Regions from separate parts of the Sus scrofa genome. Here region 1 is linked to region 2. The links are chromatin contacts, called in public HiChIP or PLAC-seq maps. All regions are on one chromosome and are shown on one strand. Each heading gives the region's core, a stretch centred on a gene start, on an enhancer-like site or on the middle of the called end of the contact. The rest is flanking DNA. Distances are from core to core; before and after follow the strand shown. Region 1 overlaps TRAPPC3L (trafficking protein particle complex subunit 3-like protein). Region 2 holds the start of TSPYL4 (testis-specific Y-encoded-like protein 4).

The links. HiChIP or PLAC-seq counts read pairs in DNA pulled down with a chosen protein or histone mark.
Region 1: an H3K27ac HiChIP or PLAC-seq map of alveolar macrophages shows a contact between it and region 2. The contact joins the enhancer-like site here to the promoter of TSPYL4 in region 2. A contact is called at or near these places in 3 of 5 promoter capture datasets (fetal skeletal muscle, liver and skeletal muscle), 7 of 47 Hi-C or Micro-C datasets (embryonic fibroblasts, liver, omental adipose tissue and 2 more) and 2 of 2 datasets of contacts at active chromatin or transcription factors (alveolar macrophages and skeletal muscle).

The regions. Positions count from the first base shown.
Region 1 is chr1:82,123,257-82,126,403 of Sscrofa11.1, forward strand. All of the region lies in intron 3 of TRAPPC3L (trafficking protein particle complex subunit 3-like protein), which reads right to left. The region is part of intron 1 of FAM26D (protein FAM26D); the gene reads left to right. Among named protein-coding and RNA genes, the nearest start is that of FAM26D, 15 kb to the left of the region's middle. Within about 2 kb of position 1,360, at least 37 of the 83 cell types and tissues checked have an H3K27ac peak or open chromatin away from gene starts, as enhancers often do. A contact at or near this core is called in alveolar macrophages, fetal skeletal muscle, liver and 3 more, where this site is marked.
Region 2 is chr1:81,892,248-81,895,260 of Sscrofa11.1, forward strand. It overlaps TSPYL4 (testis-specific Y-encoded-like protein 4), which reads right to left and starts at 1,396. Exons shown (of 2, transcript XM_005659397.3): 1 at 1-1,396. The coding sequence starts at 771.

The DNA of each region.
Region 1 (3,147 bases), core at 110-2,609, 230 kb after region 2:
TGGAAAGTTAGGACAGCCTAGACTTCTATGTGTGGAGGTATCTGGAAGACTGAACACTGCCCCCAGAATATCTTTGGTAACAGTGCCATGGAGACAAGATGCCTAGAGAAAGCCGGTTTTCCCATAAGGCTCGATCATGAACTGGGAGTGGAAGATGGACATTCCTAAGTAAGAAGAGATAACTTGCAGAATTTACTGAGCATTGAGCCTTAAGAGATACTTCTCTCTGACTAAAAAAAAAGGAATGTTACAATAACGCAGTTGTTATAAAAGTTTACGGGTCATTTTCCTGCAGGTGCCTTGCCTTCATAATGGAAATCTGTCACAGGTAATGGATGCAGTCTTTTGGGTTAGACCTCATCAGTCTGCAGAATCCACAGGCCTTGTGGTTATGCACACAAGCTTTTCCACAAAAGAAAACATCCTACGTGCTTTTCTTCTTTCACCCCTCCCAGGGGTACAAAGGGGAACAGATCCAGTGTGTGGGTGTTTATATAAGGCAGTTCTTGCCTGCTCAGAGGGGGGAATTAAGCCTAAATGGATCTGTTTGTTTCAACCAGTTTCTTATTTCTAATAATTCAGTTGCCATATTTCTGGACCAAATGGTAAGTATTTTCAAAAGATTTTATGTGTTCCTTTTGCTGTTGATCCTTATTTAAAAAATACTGAGACTTTCATGACTACAAAGGGATTTTCTTTCTTTTTAATTTTTTCCACTCCCATCTTCCCTGCTCAAAAATGTTACTAAAGAGGAAAATGGCCTGACATTCAGCTAACTGTGAGGCCAGCCTTCTCTGGAATGCTGTGTGATGTGTGCTGTGACGTCTGTGGAATTCCATCCGTGTTTATCTAGGGCTCCCACTGATTTTAACATCGTTTGTTGGGAAATGTGGAATAAGTAAAGAAATTCGGTTGGCCCCTACCACTGAATTGTGAGTTAGCATTTGAAAAGTAGTAATTAACAGCAAAGTTAAATGTTCTTGGGAGTTCCCAACCTGTCTCAGCAGTAATGAACATGATTAGTATTTATGAGGATGCGGGTTTGATTTCCGGCCTCGCTCAGTGGTTAAGCCTTGCCCTGAGATGCGTTGTAGTTTGCAAATGCGGTTCGGATCCTACGTGGCTGTGGCTGTGGTGTAGGCTGGCAACTGTAGCTCTGATTTGACCCCTGGCAACTTCCGTGTGCACGGGGCGGCCCTAAAAAGACAAAAAGACAAAAAAAAAAAAAAAAAAAAAAAAAAAAAAAGTTCTATCTAAGCCTATTCATCTGTAATCTGATTAGCTTCCGAGGCTGAGGCTCCCGGCGCTTTAGCCCTGGCCCCGCCCCTGCCTGCTCTGCACTCAGAAGCCCTAGGACCTGGTCTCCAGCTGCCACACCATCTGTTGTGAAAACGACCCTCCAGGTCTGCCCAGACTCTTCTGATCAAAGACGAAGCTCGGGGTTTGACTTCTCCTCACCCCTTCAGTTCCTTGCGGAAGTCACAGGGAAGGAATGCCTGGCTTCCCCATTCCAGGACGTCCATTTCCCATTTAAGTCCTCTGCTTGAGGGTGGGAGGCCTCTACCAGAATAGCTAAATCCTCAAACATCTCTTTATAACTTATTCTAGTATAAAACATTGGCAAGATACCTAAATATTTTAGAATGGGGGGGGTGTCTTTGTAACTACCCGCCTCTGTTGTAAGCACCAGCATCAGTTAGCTGTCTGATGGAGGGGACATTCGTGGTACTCATCCTGGATCCCCTCCTTTCCCACCCTGCAGCGTCAAGATCCCTGGCAGGTTGTCACTGAGTTGTCTGAGGTGGACAGATTGGAGCTGAGTGGAGAGGGTGGCCTCCATTGGTAGGAGAGCTGAAGGAGGAAGGCGGAGCCAGGGCATATTAGCATCAGGTGATGCCCATCACTAGGCGGCGCAGTGCTGTGCTCCCAGTCCTGGAGCGGTGAAAGCAGCAAGCAGTTACCTTCTGAGGGGATCATCGCAGTGCTAACCAGCCCTCCCTCTCAGTGAGAGATTTAATAAAGGGCAGGCGTTGCCTGCAATAAAAATGCTCTCTCTATTTTATGCCATTCAGGCTGCATCTCTTCGTCTATCCCTTTAAGTAAGGAGTGTGTAAAAGAAAGGGATGTGCGTCTGTGAGCCTGGAGGGATGGGGGTGGGGGGCGGGTTTGGTGGTGTGTGAGGTGAGGCAACTTTAAAGCTGAGATTTAAATGTTCATCCTAGTAAAAGAAAAACGCTCAAAGGGCAGACAAAAGCCTCCCCATTTTGAGCACAGGCTTATATCGACGCAATCTGAGTGTCATGTACCGTACTTGGGCACACTCCATTTAGGCTTTCACGCAGAATTGTGAAATACGGTGACTTTGGGGCAAAGTGTTTCTTTAAAAAAGTACCTTGTTTAGAAAATGAAGGAAGCCAAATGTAATCAGAAAAAAAGAAAAGAGGAAAGTAAAATACAGAAGCATAAGGAACAAAACTGTTTTTAAGAGAGAAATACTCTAAAATATACTGATGTCTCTGACTTGAATGGCCTGGTTCAAATTAGTTTCACCTGGCAGTTTTCCTATTCACCTAAAAAAAGTCAGGTCATCTCTGGTAACATTCTCTGGAAAAAACCACAGAATGCCAAGAGAAAAGACTGCAAGAGATTGAGAAAAACAAAAGCAAAAGCCCCATAGGATTAGAGGACCAGAACTTTTATGATTGGTTCCTTTGTAAGAAATTCAAAAGAAAAACCTAACACCATCTAGTGTTGAATTTTTCTTTGGAAAATGTGGTTATCTCTCTTCCACCAAAGCATCCTTCTGAGTTTACTGTTTTGAGAAATGTCTGCCCCTCTCTTGCTAATCGTCTAAAATACGTTAAACTAACAATGTGGTTTCACTTGGACTGCTTCCTAGGGGAAACATTTTTTGGGGGGGAAAGATTTGCTTACTTATTATCTGTGAAATACAGAACAATGACAATTCTCTACTTCAGTTCCTTATATTTAGCATGCTAAATGGAGCACACTACACTATTCTCTACAGGAATTCTAGCCTCTGAAACAGAGAAAAACAAATACCGGCATCAGTGAGGTGAAGGAACTGCGCGGAGTGTTCATGGGTAAATAAGACTCATAAATTACTGCTACTAATTTCTTAGACAG
Region 2 (3,013 bases), core at 146-2,645:
GGCCTCCAACGAATCCATGCAGTTATTGATCTTCGGGGCCCTGGCCCGGGTCTCCTCTTTCGCTCCTCCTACCACTTTTTTATCCTTCAGCATCACCTTCTTTTCCTCTACCACCTCCTCTGCTACTCCCTCCTTTTCAGCCGCCGTTGAAACAGTGCCCTTTTTCATCATCATTTCCTTGGCCTTGGCCCCAGGTATCATCTGAGACCCCAAACGCCCTGCGCCACAGGCTTCTAGAGCCTTCTCCACAGCAGGGATGCGCAGCTCTCTACGCTGACAGCCATTTTCCTGGCTACTGTCAGCTGCTATGGAGGCGGAGGCAGAGGCTGCTTCCAGACCCTCCGTAGAAGCCGGAGCCTCTTTCTGGCCGGCTTTGGTCGCTACACGGCCGCGATTCCCAGCAACTCGAACGCGGAGCGCAAGGCCACAGCCCGCGGGGTCCCGGGGTTCACCTCCCTCTGCAGCGCTCTGCAAGCCGCTCTCACCTGAGTCCGCCATCACCAGGGTCGCCTCGCTTTCCTCGCCCTGACACTGCTTTGGGTTCGGATGTCCCGGGGCATGGTCGGGAGTAGCGGGGCCGCAGGTTTGAGCGACAGGGAGATTGTCGCCCTCATCCAGGCCGCTCATTTTGGTAGAAGTCAGACCTGCTGCAGGAGACCGTCCGTTGTCCTCCGCAGAAGCCCCGCTCCGCCCCTCGCACCACCCCTCTTTTCCACTCTGAGGGATGCTGCTATGGCAACCTGCGACGTCAGGGCTGTAGCGTTTTAACATCGCGCGACAATTCGCTGCGCCTTCTTATTATGCTGCACTGTCAAGGGTATTCCTTTGTCTGTTAAAAAATATTACGCATTTCATCAGTCTGTAAAAGATCTGACTTACATAAAAGGATGCAGACCAAACTCAAGCAAGTGAGAACTGTGTTACTGTGGATTTCTAAGGCTCTGAATTAATGTCTAGCATCTAAGCTATTGTCTTTTAAAATACCGAAGACCTAAGAAAGGTTAACTTTAGTCTTTTCAGGTCAGTTCACAGGGGCTTCTCTTGCATAGTGTATTCGGCAATTCACAGGCCTTCTTTAACATACGGATTCATTGCTATTACTAAGGAATTGAGATGAGCAGATTTTGACTTTTGCTGTGTTGTGATGATTTTTAAAAATTAGGAGCAGTGAAAAGGGAACTGTCTTTCCTCCTAACAAGACATAATAAAAGATTATTTCAATTTGCGTTGAGATCTTAAAGTTTATGTACTTTGGCAAACACCTACGAAGCAATTGGGCAATTTTTACTCTTCACCTTTAATTTAAGTAGCAAAATGTATTTTCCTTTTTTAGAGGTGACCCACCAATGTGCAGGGGGACGAATGCAGCCTTTAAGCATTACTTCGAAGAAACTTAATCTCGGGGGATTTTGATTTCTAAAAGTAAACATACTTTATATTGCTTGTCTTCAGGTTATCATCTTAAACTGAAGAGAGTTCCTGCTTCATAATGATGGTGGGCATGAAGCCAGCAAATATTTGCCAAGATGTTCTTCTGTGATAATTCACTGCAGGGCAGAAACCATAATCAACTGTTTACAAGCACTGAAGCTGTTCTCTCAATTAAAATATTTTAAATAACATTTAAAATATTAATGCTAATGTATTTATTTAAGAAAAAAATGTTTATTCAGGTTAGTTCACATGATTCATTTGATAGTGATGTCACTACTATCTGTTTTGTTCGTTGAAGTGTGAAAATACTGGTGTTAATGCTTAGGAAAATGCAAGAAAGAAGGAAAACTTAAATTTTGCCTATTTTTAACATCTTAAATTCATATTAGAAAAATGATTATAACTCTTTGTAATAGAGACTCCACTACAAAGCACCCCAGATTATGATCACTTTCAAATAAGAACTCAGAAGAGAGTCCAGTGAGAAGTAAGGATTTAGGGGAAATGGGTTTCAAGAAAATCAGCAGTTATATTGAGACTTCTAGTGGGGGCAGTAGTGCAGAACTGGTCCAGCCCAGAACAAGGTACTGATGGAAAGACACAGGCAGGCATTACAGAGAAACAGCCTGTCATGCAGCTTCATAGTTTATCTAGCTCACAAAGATTTTCCAAAGATTTCATAAACAAGATATTTTTTGTACCCTTAGTCAGTCTTCTCAACTACACTGTCCAGATTGACTGCTGCCAGCTAGTCAGTTATCTCATTTTTTTAGATGTGCGAACAAGTCTCTCTTCCCAAGACTATAATTATCTTTCTCTCCCTTCTTTCCTCTTTCAATAAATCCTGTTTTCACCTTTGTGAGGTGAAATCAATCTACTGTTTTACCTCTTTATGAACAAGGAAACGGTGTGCTACAATTTTGTGACTTTTGAGTTATTCTTTGACACTACTATGAATCTTTCCTAAAGACTCTTTGCACTGTTGAAGGATTGTCTTGGGTTATGAGCTAAGGGGCAGAGAAGGAAATGCTAAATGAAAGTTAACTTTGCCATATAGGAAAGAGTTTGTTATTTGCAACAAAAAATTAGAAACATAAGGCTACTACCTGTGAATTTTTCTCTTGTAGATACCAATTTTTTTACTGTGTAATACAAGTTTTAAAGGTTATACCACATTTAGTTATAACAAAATATTGGCCATATTCCCTGTGTTGCACACTACATCCTTGTAGCCTGTCTTACACCTCATAGGTTGTACCTCCCACTCCTCTACCCCATGTTGTCCCTCCTCCCACTAGTTTGTTCTCTACATCTGTGAGTCTGCTTTTTCGTTATATCCATTAGTTTGTTGTACTTTTAGATTCCACATATAAGTGATATCACACAGTATTTGTCTTTCTCCATTTGGCTTATTTCACTTAGCATAATGCCCTCCAAGTCCATCCATGTTGCTGCAAATGGCAAAATTTTTCTTTTTATAGCTGAGTAATATTCCATTTTATATATGTACCACATCTCTATCCACTCATCTGTTAATGGACACTTCGGTTGCTTCCATATCTTGACAATTGTGAGTAAT